2 separate regions of the Mus musculus genome follow, and region 2 is linked to region 1. Evidence: chromatin contacts called from public Micro-C data. All regions are on one chromosome and are shown on one strand. Each heading gives the region's core, a stretch centred on a gene start, on an enhancer-like site or on the middle of the called end of the contact. The rest is flanking DNA. Distances are from core to core; before and after follow the strand shown. Region 1 holds the start of Slc25a30 (solute carrier family 25, member 30). Region 2 overlaps Gpalpp1 (GPALPP motifs containing 1).

What was found. Hi-C and Micro-C count contacts between places; a contact is called where the count stands out from the background.
Region 2: a Micro-C map of embryonic stem cells shows a contact between it and region 1, with 2.1 times the contacts expected there. The contact joins the enhancer-like site here to the promoter of Slc25a30 in region 1. A contact is called at or near these places in 1 of 15 datasets of contacts at CTCF or cohesin (the NIH/3T3 cell line), 3 of 484 Hi-C or Micro-C datasets (the AML12 cell line, cortical neurons and embryonic stem cells), 2 of 115 datasets of contacts at active chromatin or transcription factors (bone marrow-derived macrophages and embryonic stem cells) and 1 of 9 other capture datasets (adipose tissue).

The regions. Positions count from the first base shown.
Region 1 is chr14:75,781,841-75,788,977 of GRCm38.p6, forward strand. Slc25a30 (solute carrier family 25, member 30) reads right to left here and starts at 5,197. Exons shown (of 10, transcript NM_026232.3): 1 at 5,085-5,197.
Region 2 is chr14:76,081,343-76,088,774 of GRCm38.p6, forward strand. It overlaps Gpalpp1 (GPALPP motifs containing 1), which reads right to left. Exons shown (of 8, transcript NM_026177.3): 8 at 4,890-7,432. Among named protein-coding and RNA genes, the nearest start is that of Gpalpp1, 26 kb to the right of the region's middle. Within about 2 kb of position 3,014, at least 36 of the 459 cell types and tissues checked have an H3K27ac peak or open chromatin away from gene starts, as enhancers often do. A contact at or near this core is called in embryonic stem cells, where this site is marked.

The sequences.
Region 1 (7,137 bases), core at 3,947-6,446:
AACAACAAAAAAAAAGGTCTCGCTGAAGGCTGGGTCTGCCAGCAGGTGTGGTCCAGGCTGTGCTGACCACAGCAAACTGACAGAGCTCCAGTTATCGTGGGCTGTAACCTGTGTTCAGCTAACAAACCCATTCCTGTCTACGCTCCCCTGTAGAGGAGCGTCCCATTCGTATCTCCAACCTTCATGTGGGGAGTGATTTTCTGAGAACCCCAACTCTACATAGTGAAGACCAAGATGGAGACAGACAGATGTGTCTCAACTTGAGAACTGGCTTTACAGCTTTGCAGACAGCCAGAGTCCGGCGGTGGCTGTAGGTCATCTCCAACCACGCCTCACGTTTCGTCATACACTCGAAGTCAGACTGAAACCCACTGGCCAATTCTCTTTGCTGCATCATAAGCACAACACTGACATCAGCTGTCATTCAAATATTTGATGTCGGGCATTGCTATACATTTTCCACACAAAGGACTTGAAGCAACAAGCCTCCGAAAAGCAACTCTTCAGTCAGGATGAGGCATTGCAGCTGGTGTCTCTCTGAAGGACTGCGTGATCTTTCCTCTTCAGAATATTTTGCAGTCAAACAGTATCTTCCAAAGCTGTTAAATACACATGCCTGTGTGTGTGCTTACTAAAGACTGAGGGGTGTATCTTGGTGACAGAGTACTTAGCAAGCATGTAGAAAGCTAAGGGTTATATATATGAAAGTATCTATACAAAAAAACTCAAAATTTCTCCCTACACTTAAGATATATACTGTTACCCATTCTATTATACCATCTCTTCTATGATAATGAGCATTTATTTCCACCTGAACTTATTTGTACAACTGTAAAGAGAGGCCATTAAAGCACAGAACTTACAGGAAGTAAAATTAATAGGATTACATGAAATTCAAAGGCTTCTTTGCATAAAGAAAACAGTGAAGAGGTAGCTTACAGAAGAGGGTGGGGCATAGGAACCTTTGCCAACTACACATGAGACAAGGGATTAACAACCAGGACATATAAGGAGCTGCAGGTAAATGCAAATTAGGACTGCTTTGAGCTGGGCATGGAGCCACATGCCTTTAATCCCAGCACTCTGGAGGCAGAGACAGGTGGATCTCTGTGAGTTCAATGGCCAGCCTGGTCTACATAGTTCCAAGACAGTCTGAGCTACCTAGTGAGACCCTGTCTTGAAAAAAAAACCAAAAACAAAATAAAAAAATAAAACTGCTTTGAGGTTCCATCTCACTGCAGACAGAATGGCTGTCACCAAGAAAACAAATGAGGGTCACAAGATGGCTCAGGAAAAGTACCTGTCACCAAGCCTGACAACCTGAGTTCAGTCCTAGAGAGCCACAGGACACGTGACTTCTGAAAGCTGTTCTCAGACTCTGCACCTGTGCTGTAGGTTATCTCACGCATGTGACCTCATGTACACGGACACACACACTCACACACACACATACACACACACACACACACTCACACACACTCACACACACACATACACACACACACACACTCACACACACTCACACACACACTCATCCACACTCACATACTCACACACACTCACACACACTCACACATACTCTCACACACACACACACACACACTCACACACTCACATACACACAAATTAATTGATTTTAAAAAGATGGCAAATACTGGTGAGTATGACCTTAAAAGGAAAATATCACTCCCTGCTGGTAGAAATGTAAATTTGTGCAGCCACTATCAAATTAAATATGGAGGGAGTTCTTTAATTTAAAAAAAAAAAAAAAAAGCTGAGCAGACAGATCTCCGAGTTCAAGGATAGCTGGGCTACAGAGCGAGCTCCAGGGCAGCCAGGATTACACAGAGAAACCCTGCCTCAAAAATCAAAAGAAGAAAAAGAACTCCCATATGGTCCAGTTTAGGTATATACCCAAACAATTCCACGTTAACACACCACAGAGACACACGCACATTCATGGTCTATTCACAATACCTTGGGGCACAGAGTACACCTAGATGTCCATCAGCGGATGAATGGATATAGAAAATGTGTTCCACGACTAACATGGTAGCACTCACTTTCCCTCCCAGTACTTGGGAGGCAGAGGCATGTCAATCTCTGTTAGTTCAAGGCCAGCCTGCTCTACATATCAAGTTCTAGGCTAGCCAAAACTACATAGTGAGGCCCCAAAATACCTAGCTCCATAAGGAATATCAAAAATACCAAAAATAAATTAAAAATAAAAATAAGTGATCCACATATATGTCTTAGCTAGGGTTTTACTGCTGTGAACAGACACCACGTCCAAGGCAACTCTTCTAAGGACAACATTTAATTGGGGCTGGCTTACAGGTTCATAGGTTTAAATGAAATCAGGTTCAGTCCATTATCATCAGGGCATCTTCCAGGCAGGCATGGTGCAAGAGGAACTGAGAGTTCTACATCTTCATCTAAAGGCTGCTAGCAGAATACTGACTTCCAGGCAGCTAGGATGAGGGTCTTAAAGCCACAGTGACACACCTACTCCAACAGGGCCTCACCTCCTAACAGTGCCACTCCCTGGGCCAAGCATATACAAACTGTGACAATATACAACAGAATTTTATGCAGCCACAAGAAAAAATGAAATCACGGCATTTGTGGGAAAATGTATACAACTGAAAGTCACTATATAAAGGAATATAAGTTAGGGGGCTGTTGAGATGGCTCAGCAGTTGAGAGCACCGACTGCTCTTCCGAAAGTCCCGAGTTCAAATCCCAGCAACCACATGGTGGCTCACAACCATCTGTAATGGGATCTGACACTCTCTTCTTGAGTGTCTGAAGACAGCTACGGTGTACTTACATATAATAATAAATAAATAAGTCTTTTTTTAAAAAAATAGAATATAAGCTAGACTCCAAAAGACAAACATTCCATGTTTTATGTTCATAAATATATGTGTATGGGCTGGTGAGATGGCTCAGTGGGTAAGAGCACCCGACTGCTCTTCCGAAGGTCAGGAGTTCAAATCCCAGCAACCACATGGTGGCTCACAACCATCCATAACAAGATCTGACTCCCTCTTCTGGAGTGTCTGAGGACAGCTACAGTGTACTTACATATAATAAATAAATAAATATTAAAAAAAAAGAAAAGAGATTAAAAAATAAATAAATAAATAAATATATGTGTGTATTTGTAAGTGTATGTGTACGGATCATGTTACTAGGAAGACAGTCATGAGAAAGGAGGAAAAGACCTTCGGAGAGAAAGGAAACAGCTGATGGACTAGAAAGTAGAAGGGCCGGGGCCTAGCAAACACAGAAGTGGATGCTCACAGTCAGCTAATGGATGGATCACAGGGCTCCCAATGGAGGAGCTAGAGAAAGTACCCAAGGAGCTAAAGGGATCTGCAACCCTATAGGTGGAACATTATGAACTAACCAGTACCCCGGAGCTCTGGACTCTAGCTGCATATGTATCAAAAAATGGCCTAGTCGGCCATCACTGGAAAGAGAGGCCCATTGGACACACAAACTTTATATGCCCCAGTACAGGGGAACGCCAGGGCCAAAAAATTGGGAATGGGTGGGTAGGGAAGTGGGGGGGGGAGGGTATAGGGGACTTTTGGGATAGCATTGGAAATGTAATTGAGGAAAATACATAATAAAAAATATTTTAAAAAATGAGAAAAAAAAGAAAGTAGAAGGGCTCTAACTGGGCAGGCAGTCGATGGAGGGAGGGGGCGGGTGGGTAGGATGAGAAACAAAGCTATGAAGTCAGTGTGATGAAACTCACTGCTTTGTACGATTATTCTTTAAAATTGGCACTGCTAGTACTTCTGCGGGCTCTCCAAGTTCCTCTTATATAATTAATAAATCATTTTCATTTTGGTCTGTTCTTTCAGTGTACAGTCTTAAACCGTAATCACATACTCTTCCCTTCGTGTTCTCATAAATCTCTCCCCCATTACACTGTCTTTTCATAAGCCTTTCCTATTCCTATTCTTCATTAAAAGCACACAGTGAGGGGCCGAGAGATGGCTCAGCCTGTTCTTCCAGAGGACCAGGGTTCGATTCCCACTATCCACATCAAGTGGCTCACACCTGCTTAGAACTCCTGTTTTAGAGAATCTGATGCATTCTGACTTCCAAAAGTACTTCGCATATAAACTCACAGACACATAAATAAGACTGGGTGAATCTTTTTTTAAGTGTACAGGTAAAAAAAAGAAAAAACCAAACTCAACACATACTTATGAAATATGGTGTTTTAAAAACATTTTAGAAATAGTACCATTTTTTCACGAGATAATTAAGCCCATGTTACAAAAGTTGGCAGTGCCACTGCTAAGATCTAAATCCATGCCTTTCAGCTTCACACTAACACATCTCCGAATGTAGAATCTACAAGGGCGTTCGTTCTAGCATTGTTTTGCTATTCTTAGGCAAGAACAATCCTGACTACTGAGTGTTTTGCCTGAAATTACACCTAAAAAGCCTTTAAAACGCATTAGCACGTTAACTTTTCGAGCAATTCATTTGACAGGTTCTTGCGAACTCGCAAGCAGCAACCTAGCTTGTTGTTTCACGAGCAATTTGTGTGTGTGTGTGTGTGTGTGTGTGTGTGTACGCGCGCGCCCCATTACCTTAAAGAAAATGGACATTGTTTATTAACCGCCTATTTAGCAACGCTGATGATTGAACCCGGGACCCTGTATACAATAAATAGCTCAACCACTGAGCAACATCCCCAGCCCTACACCAGCAATTCAATGGATGAAGAGCCCTATCCCGGGTACTGAGCTCGCGGGTGCTGAAGCTGCACCGTCTCTGCCCACGGATGGGAGGGGCGCACACCGGTGGGAGGAAGAAGTGTCGCAGCAAAGGGTGCAACCCTTGAGCCTCCCGGACGCCCCCCTCAGCCATCCTCCGCAGATCCCGCAGAACCACTAGAACCCGGGAGCGAGCCCGGGTCCCAGAGCGAGCCCGGGCTCCGGAACCTCGTACCCACCGAACCCCAGCCCGCGAACCCCAGCGCACTTCAGCCCGGAGCAAACCCGCCGCAGCGGTTCTCTGGCCAGGTCCACAAGGCAGCAGCGCGGCCGGGAACTCACCCCGCGGCGGAGCTCCTCCTGCTACTCCTCGGAGCCAGTGCAGCCGCCTGGGAGCACCTCGGTGCGGGAGCGGAAGAAAAGGCCGCCGAACGGCGGGCGCGGCCCAAGCCGGGAACGGCTCCGCCCGCTTCTCGCCCGGACACGCCCACACCACGTTCTCATTGGTCACTGTCGACACCGGCTCCCTCAAGGCCACGCCTCCAGCCACAGCCAAGGAGACCCAGGAAGAGCGGGTCCCAGAAGCAACCAGACTGGGGTTCTCAGGCTCTCACTGCTGGGAACCGAGCTGCGGGCTGCTCGCTGCTCCCCACTGCCTTCGGTCTGTGAAGGGGAAGCCGGGAAGCCACAGACTCTTCTTCAGAGGGGCTTCTCCGTGTCTCCCAGAACCTCGGCAGTCGCAAAGAATCATCTTGCGTTCACTGTTTTTAACATAGAGCTTTATAATTTGAAATGTGCTGACTGAAAACTGAGAGCCCAGACTCACCAACGCTAGCATTTCGCAACTCTTGCATTCTTTCTGTGTCTATTCCTTTCACACCGAACTCTTGAAAAATTACCACTTATCATATACAAGAGACTGAGTACATTTTCAATCATATCCCATATAAATATGATAATATTTATATCCCCTTGCTGTCTCAAAAGGTCATCCACACATGCGCACAGGAAACTCGGGAGCTACTAAAAATCAACCCAATGCATCTGAATTCACCTCTCGTAAACTTCTTAAACCAGAGCTCTCGTTTTCTTTTTCTTTTTTTCATTAGCTATTTATTTACAATCTGACCGGAGCCTCTAGTTTCCTAAACTCTTCTTAACTTTGGCATAGTTGCGGTCCAGACCAATTGTCTTGTCAAGTTCTGGATTCGTGGGATTATTTCCTCGTGATTAAATTTAGAAACCTTTAGAACAATGGCGGATATTCACAAGACTTCCTTCATTTCTGGACATGCACTCTGCCAGTTTGTCATTGTTACCTACGGAGCAAGGTGCATAGAGCAAGATGCGGCTTGTTCAAGGTTCCTATCTCCTCAACAAAGCCCCTCCTCTTTGCATTGAAAACGGATGTGGACTGCTGGGTTTGTTTCTTGGAAGCCCTTGCTTCTGTGTCCTGGGGATGTTTTATCGTCTAGCACTCTCTGCTCTCCAGCACAATGCCTACCAGTTCTCAAAACCAGTTCTCAATAGTCCTTGCCGATTGTCCTTGGAAAGTTTTGTTATAAAGTTCTTCTGTGTGTTTCCTTTTATATTGTGTCACATAACATAAAACAGTGTAGTTGGGTTCTCTTTAGAAAAAGAACCAATATAATGACTATATTCAAAGGGGATTTATTCAGCCACCTCACATGATATGGTCTGGGTAGTCAGTCCAAGGATGGCTGCCTGCAATGTGAAAAGGCTGGGGGACCTGGCAGCTGCTCATACCAGCAGCCTGGGTGCCTCAGTAGTCCCAATCTGATGCCAAGGCTCCTGTAGAACCAATGGCCTTCAGTCCATCTTGGAGAGCCAATGAAGCCTGGTTCTGGTGCCAGCAAAGGAATTTAGAAGCAATGACAGAAGCGCTCACTAGCAAGAGGCAAAGGCAAGCAAGCAAAGGGTTTTCCCTTGGGGCTCCTTGTATATCAGCTTCTGATAGAAGGTATTGGCCACATTCAGGGGGAGTCTTCCCACTTCAGTTTCCCTGCCCCCACACATCCCTCACAGGCATGCCTAATCTAGATAATACCTCATGGGTATCCCAGGAACCTTGATTCTAGATCTGTCAGGTTGACCATCAGTGTTACCCTCACAAACAATATGCCTCTCACCGCAGATATTTTTTAAATTGTTCTTAGGTTTAGTTATTCCTGCTTATGTTATGAATATTTCGTGTGCATGTGTGTGCAAGTGCATGTGTGTTCGTTCACGTGTGATCATGACCTCTATGGACACCACATGGATGTCTGGTGTCCACAGAAGTCAGAAGAGGGCATCAGACCCCCTAGAATAGGAGCACAGATGATTATAAGCTGCTATGTGAGTGCTGGGAACTGAACCCAAGTCCTTTAGAAGA
Region 2 (7,432 bases), core at 1,764-4,263, 300 kb after region 1:
CTACCTGGTATTTTTTTCTATATACTTTGCAAAACAGAAACCAACCCATTTCCCACATGTCTATCCAGTAGTGTTGAAAAGGTCAGCTCAGGAATTTTGGGAAGGTCATGAAACACTCGCCCCTCCGGAAGGGAGAGGCTAATTAACATTCCTCAGACCACAGGGTGGGAACTGACCTGCGGGTGGGGACACTTTCTGTCCACCTTCAGACAAGGACTTCCCTTGTTACCTCATTCCCTAAAGACCAATCAGTTTAAAGGGTGCACTGTTCCACCAATCATATTGTGCCTAGTTGCTGATGCGCTAGTCTGCCCCTGGAAACCATATAAAAACTCCGAACAGGCGCCAGGGGTCGCTGCTTCTCCTTTGGGTCTGGGCCAACTCCAGTGCGCTAGCGGGAACAATAAATTCCTCTTTCTTTTTTGCATGGATCCCGGCTCCACATGGTTCACTGGGGTCCCTGGTAAGCTAAGGCTCCCCGGAGTCTTACAGTGTCAACACCCATGATTGAGTGGCTGACGACTTTCACAGATTTGAAATGCTGTTCTCCTATTTGCATCTGCTTAGGAACTTCCCATTATTGCTGAGCTTTAATTTTGTCTTGACCTCATCCTTGAAGGACGTTCGCTTTTGCTGTCATTTTGCTTTTAAATGGGAGGATCTTGAGCATGCGTAGATGCAGAGAGAGAACAGGAACTGAAGGGCAGATGCGGATGAAATGGGATCACAAAGGACGACAGACCTAAGGAGCAAGGCAATATGTGCTCTGAGTTCTTCAAGTCGCCCCCCCCCCCCCCCGATAATGTGAGGTACAATTACTCTTGTGTCATCGCCACAAAATCCCCCACAGCAACAATCTAAAGGAAGAAAGATTTATTTCGACCCGTGGTTTCAAGGCCTCAGTCCTTGGTCAGTCGCTCTGTGCCTTTAGCCCAAGCATCATGGTGCTGCCATGTGACAGCGGCACTTCTCACCTCATGAAGGACAGGAAGCTGAGACGGAAGAATACAGGAAGAGGTCAGGGTCCCATTTAGCAGCCATCTCCCACGGATACCAGTTCAGCGACCTGCTTCCCCAACTAGGTTCTACTTCGTATCTTACACCACCTCCCACTAATGATCTTATTATGACTCAATATGTTAATCTACCCATTAGATCAGAACCCACAGGATCTGCCTGTCTCCTGAAATCCACCCCCAACCCCAAACATATGTAGAGGTGTTTTACTAATCTCCTAGGTGTGCCTCGATCCAGTCAAGTTAACAAGGTTACCGTCTGGGGTCCTGTTTCTTGAGAGTTAGTGACAGTTAATGTTTGCTGGGGAAAGGGGAAACATTTCTTTTAATGGTGTAGCCAATGGGAAGTTGCTTATGTTTCTGCACCTAACTCCTCACCCATGCTCACGGAAGCAACCTTAATTAAATTCACTGGGTCACCAAAAAGAAAGAAACAGTAGAGACTTGTTGAGAGGAAATGGATCAGCAGCAGTACGAGGGATGACTGGGTGAATTTAATCAAACTGCATCAGATACACGGATGACAATGTCAAAATGAAATCTGTCATTGTATATGATTAATGTACGGTAGACTAGTCTCATATAGACTAGTCTCATATGTAGTGTCTCTCCCAGTTTGTTAGTCTCCTGTCGGGCTCTTCCCCGTCTAGCCTGGAATCGCTATTCTTCTTCTGGCTCCCCAACCAGAATCTGTAGATTCTTGCCTTGGATTGGTTGCATCAGCAACAGACATCCTCTGTCATGGCATCTAAGCCATTCTAGGACCACTAACGTAGCTCTCTGCTTGTCTTTGTGCAGTTTTCTCTCTCTGGCCTTCGGTGCTTATCCTGAACCTTGAAGCCCCAGCTTATACTCTCCGCAAGTGCACTCTGATGCTTATCTAGGTAGAATGAAGGTTATCTGGTGTTTGTGGTTAAGATTCTGTAGATTAGAAAAAATAGACGTGTAAAATTTGAGCTCTCCCTCTCCTCCCCCCCCTTTTGTGTGTGTGTGTGTGTGTGTGTGTGTGTGTGTGTGCATGCGCCTGGGAACAACCTATAGGAATCATCTGCTCTCTCCTTCTACTGTGTGGGTTCCAGGGACTGAACTCAGGTTTTCAGGCTTGAAGACAAGCATCTGTACCCACTGAGTTTTCTCACCGGTGGGCCCTGGCTAATGTGTCTTTTTGAGAAGGATTAATCTATGCATTTGATGAGAGTTCCCCCAACAGTCCAGTTAACAGAATTTCTACTTATATATGTCAGGCATACTTCCCCTAACTTTGTGACTCTATATTCACAGACTTACCAAGGCTAGTAACCATTTTTGGCTCCTGGTTTCTAGTATCAGATGTTGTGTGTGTCAGAGCTAATGCTGGGTGCCTTCCTCCACTACCATGCCTTATTTTATGTGTAAGTGTCGGTGCCTGCATCATGAGCTGTCTGATTTTGGTGCTGGGAACCAAACCTAAATCCTCTGCTAAGCAATCTATCCAGCCCCAGGGTCTCTCACGGAGTTCTCAGCCTTCATAATCCTCTGGGACAGTAGTTCTCAGCCTTCACAATGCTGCACCCCTTTAATACAGTTCCTCGTGCTGTGATGACCACCAGCCATACAATTATTTCTTTGCTACTCCATAGTTGTGATTTTGCTACCGTTATAAACTGCAGTGCAAATTATCTAGCCTGCGTGACCCCCAGGTTGAGAACCACTGCTCTAGGTCTGCCAGTCTCCATCTGCTCCCGGGGGCAGGGTTACATACAGATTTGTATCTCTGTACTTCAAATTCAGGTTCAAATGTGTAACCCTCAAACACTTAACTCACAGAGCCAGCTTCCCTTGTCCCTCCTCCTATCCAGGCTGTCTTCTCTGCAACATTGCTGACTGCTGACCCTCAGCTCCACAGGCTGAACCCCCTGCATTGGCTCTTCCTTTCTAGCTGGTCTCTTTCACTCTTCAATGCCCACACACCAGCAACAGCATCCACTGAGATTCACTGTAGCCCTTTCTTCTCAGCTCATGCCCAGGCATGCCCTACGATCACAATCAGTACATGTACACACCTCTGGCATGTGCTCAACAGATAGCACTAGTTGGTTCTGCATATTGTCTGCCCCACTAGACTGGTGAGTTAAAGGTCATGTCTTATGTATTTTTGTATTCTCAGATCAGCACTTTACATATTGTATAGGCTCGATAAATACACGGCAACAGGAGCTGACTTAGTGTTCTTTCCTAGACATTTGTCTAGAGTGGAAACAGTTTCCGGGGGAGGCTTCAACAGGCCATTCTTTCCTTGTGTTTTTTCCTCTTCCTCTCAGTATGCTGCTAGATTTTTGGCTGTAGTTAATTACTGAGTTGGTTTAAATGACCCCAGAACCTTCTCCCAAATTCTAACAGAAACCCCAGAGCTCTGGAACAAGCACAGTTTGTGTCATTAACACTTAAATCACTGCGGTTACTGCCCACGTTGGAGATTGGTAGTTTGCTAGGAACATAAGCAAAATCCACTTTGGAACAGCTTCCTGTGCAAGAACAATCCCTCGCCTTCTTGGCTCTGAAAGCATACATTTACGAATGATCTAACTGCTGTGTCTGAGAGGCTGGAAGCACCATAGCAACTTATTTAATTGCGAATGATAATACAACTGTAAATTAAAAATGACCTCTACTCAAATCCACTGAAAAGCCATGCCTAACTACTCCATGCTAGGCTTTTGCCAACGGTAGGTTTCTCTTTTCCCTCCTCTAGATTTTGTTTGCCATGAATATACGCCATTGTTCTGAGAACCATGCCTTCCCTTCCTCTGAGGGATCCTATGGTTCAGAGTCAAGAAATACACACAGCACTGAGAGAACCCAAGGACACCCAGTCCAAGTCACCCTGACCCCTGATTGACAGCTAACTTCGGGTTGCTAACACTACATCCTGTCTTGGGCTTGAAGGAGTGAAGTCCAGCCTGTTTGCTACCCTGACTAACCTGTATCCAGGGCCGCTGTAGCCACTGCCCTTCTATGTAAGAGATGTGATTGATTTCGGGGTTGGGGCTTTCTGGCTGCTGACTGGGTTGGAGTTGGAAATCCTATTTTTTCATTATTTTCTTATTTGTGGAGGGGAAAGTCTAAATATATCCTTTTGAATTGCGGTGTGATTTATAAACGACAGCAGGCTGTGGTGAGCTAACTGCGATGGCCTTACTCTCCATCGTCCCTGTTTGTGGTAGATGGATGTACTTCTTGATGTTAGGGGTTTGAGGGCGGTGAACGAGGAGGGGACGAGCAGGCATTTTAGACACAGTCCATCTCCTGGACAGCACCAAACACCAGCCCCAAAGCTAATGTGCGCCCTGTGTGCCTGCCCCCTCCCACTGCTGTTCTACACAAAGATTCTGAGACATGGGTTAGCAGTTACCTACTGAAAAGGAGATTCACAATGGGCAGACGTGGACACTGACAAATCTGGGGTGAACTCAGGACTGATTGACATACCTACCATAAGAAACACTGGAATTTTCATTAGAACCCTGGCGGGAATCAAAGGTAAGATGGACTCCATGGTCCCAGCACAGGCTTTTGACCCTGCAGTCAGTTCCATGATAGTGCTTCTCGCTCATCGCAGCTGAACTGGAAAACATGGTGCAGCCCATGCAGGCCTTTAGCCTGTGATTCTCCTGCCTTAGGCTCAATAGTGGGGTTGCAGGTCTGTGCCACCAGCATCTTCACTCCTCCTCCCCCACCCGAATTCTTTTTCTCCTTCCCATCACCTGCATAATAGTCCACAATGACTGGCTAACCAGAAGAAACCTGTTCAGGATATTCTTGCTGCCAGTACTGCTTGCTTCAGGAAAGCTAAGAATATCAAAACAAAGAAAAACAAAAAAGGAAGATTCCAACTTCTCAGATATAGAGGACATTTTATTCATATATGTATATATAAAACTATACTTCAAAATGATCCTTTTCTAAAAGCAGCCTTTCCTAAATGAAACGGCTACAAGGAGTATACAACCTTTCAACCTTGTACACACCATGGTCACAGTTAAACAATTTCTGGGTGGTGCTGAGAACTGGGGATGGAGCCAGGACTTCACGCTCACCCACATGCCTGGGCCCCGTTAGAGTGGGTTTTTAAAGCTGTAAACAAAACAACAACAACCAAACAAAAAGCTCTTCTACAGCAGCACAAGGCTCTGTATCTGCAGCCCAGACGAAGCCTCAGTATGGCAGCAGAAGTCAGGTAGGTGGTGCTTCGTGGTCTCTCATCTGGAGCCACTTTCCTCGATGTAGACTCCTCCTCTCAGGTATAATGCCCTGGAGAGGCTTTTCTAGAAGCACCAATAACACCATGGAGAAGTGGAAGCGGACGAGGCCTCGAGCTTATGAGCTCTGCACCACTGTCATGTATTTCACAATGGTATCAACATGATTAGTCTGCATAAGAACCATAGTATCATGTAACAGCGAATGATTTATGTGACTCTGAAACATGGAAGGCTCAGATCTATACACATAGCAATCTCACACCTAACAAAGGATAAATGAATAAGTGAATGTGTTCTTAAAGCTAAATAAATGAAAAAACTCATGTAGACTATGTCCCCCACCCCACAAGCAGAGCTCAGTTTTCCCTGTGGAGGCCAATCTGAAAGTCTTATCCTGGGTTGGCCAGGTCCTCTCTTGTTTTAGTCCCTCATCTTCCCCTACTACTAAAACCAACCGTCTGCTCACCAGTGATGTGAATACTGTTTGAGGCTGAGCAGTCGGACCTGGACAAGGCCATCCAGGGAATTGATGGCCAACGTTAGTGGTGAGACACCAGGGTTTGACCTGGTGCTAGTAACTCCTTTCTTCTTCACTCCCTGTAAAACATGGCCAGGGGTTGCAGGGCTGCTTTTATTAGGAAATGCTGACTGTCAGGGCAGTGGACTCCAGCAGGCCTCTGCTCTTTGGAAGATGGGATGATATGAGGAACATCTTTCTGTAATGCACACAGAGCTGCTTCATTTTTTTATGGTCAATATTAATTGAGATTTATGTCTCCATGTGGCCAAACCTCCCTGGAAATGGCATATACTTTACTGCAACTGTCATCTGGGTAACAGAAAATAGCACTGGCTCCAGGGTGCCAGCGAGGTAATCATACATCTGGTGGGCTGTCCTTTATCTGAGGTCACAGGAAATAGTAAGCATAGTACAGATATTCCTAACCCCTTCCACTGAGAAAGCAAGGCCAATGAGTGTCCAGAAGTGGTATTTTTACTTTTAAGATTATTTTTAAAGTTATGAGTCTGAGTGTCATTTTGTACATGGGCACAGATGACCATGGACCCCAAGAGGGGTCAGACCCCGTGCAGCTGGAGTTACAGGGAGTGTGGACACCAGGTGTGGGTGCTGGGAACTGAGTCAGGTGATTTGCAAGAGCTGTACACGCTCTGCCGACAGCTACCTCCTTTAAATTGATTGATTTCTTAGTATTTTAACTTTAAAAAGAGGCTGGAGAAATGGCTCAGCAGTTAAGAACACCGACTGCTCTTCCAAAGGTCCTGAGTTCAAATCCCAGCAACCACATTGTGGCTCACAACCATCCGTAAGGAAATCTGATACCCTCTTCTGGAGTGTCTGAAGACAGCTACAGTGTACTTACACATAATAACTTTTAAAAGTAACAAATTTCACAAAATATGTTAGGTTTTCTAATAGCTAAAAAAACATTTTCCTCTCATGGGGGGGGGGATAATCACAATATGAAAAGGACAGAATAAATACTCCTTTTTCTTGGATTTTTGAGACAGGGTCTCTCTACACAGCACTGGATGTCCTGGAATTCACTCTGTAGAGCAGGCTGGCCTTGAGCTTACATAGATATGCCTGCCTCTGCCTTCCAAGTGCTGGGATTAAAGGCACTCATGACCATGCTAGTCAGAATTAATACTCTTGTATAAAGTTTTATATGCAGAAACCCATTCACTTTAGCCAAAGGGTAGATCTATCTAAATCTATGGGGACAAGAAGTCTGTTTAATTTACTCAAAATAATTCAGGTTTTAAGAAGCAGCAGTCCTTGAATAGGCTGTTTATACCAGTATAAAAATTGTGCCACTATTAAGAAATACTTTATATTGTAATTTGAACAGTTTGCCTAATTTTTATAAAGTTCACATGAATTGGGAATCAAAACATTTTCCCATTACAACTCTATGCTTTGTGAAAACTAGAATACAGAGTCGGCAGAACAAAAAAACCTGCTAGAAATGCCCAGAATTCGCATTTAGCTTTTCTCTCCCTCATTAGGAGTGTCTGTTTAACAGCTCAAGAGGCATTGCTTACAGCACTAAACCATATAATACTCCCACTGGGTGGTTGCGAGTACAGATTCCCCATTTCCAGTGATTATTTGGTTATTTTTAAAAGCCATCCAGAATTAATATTCCAGTAAAC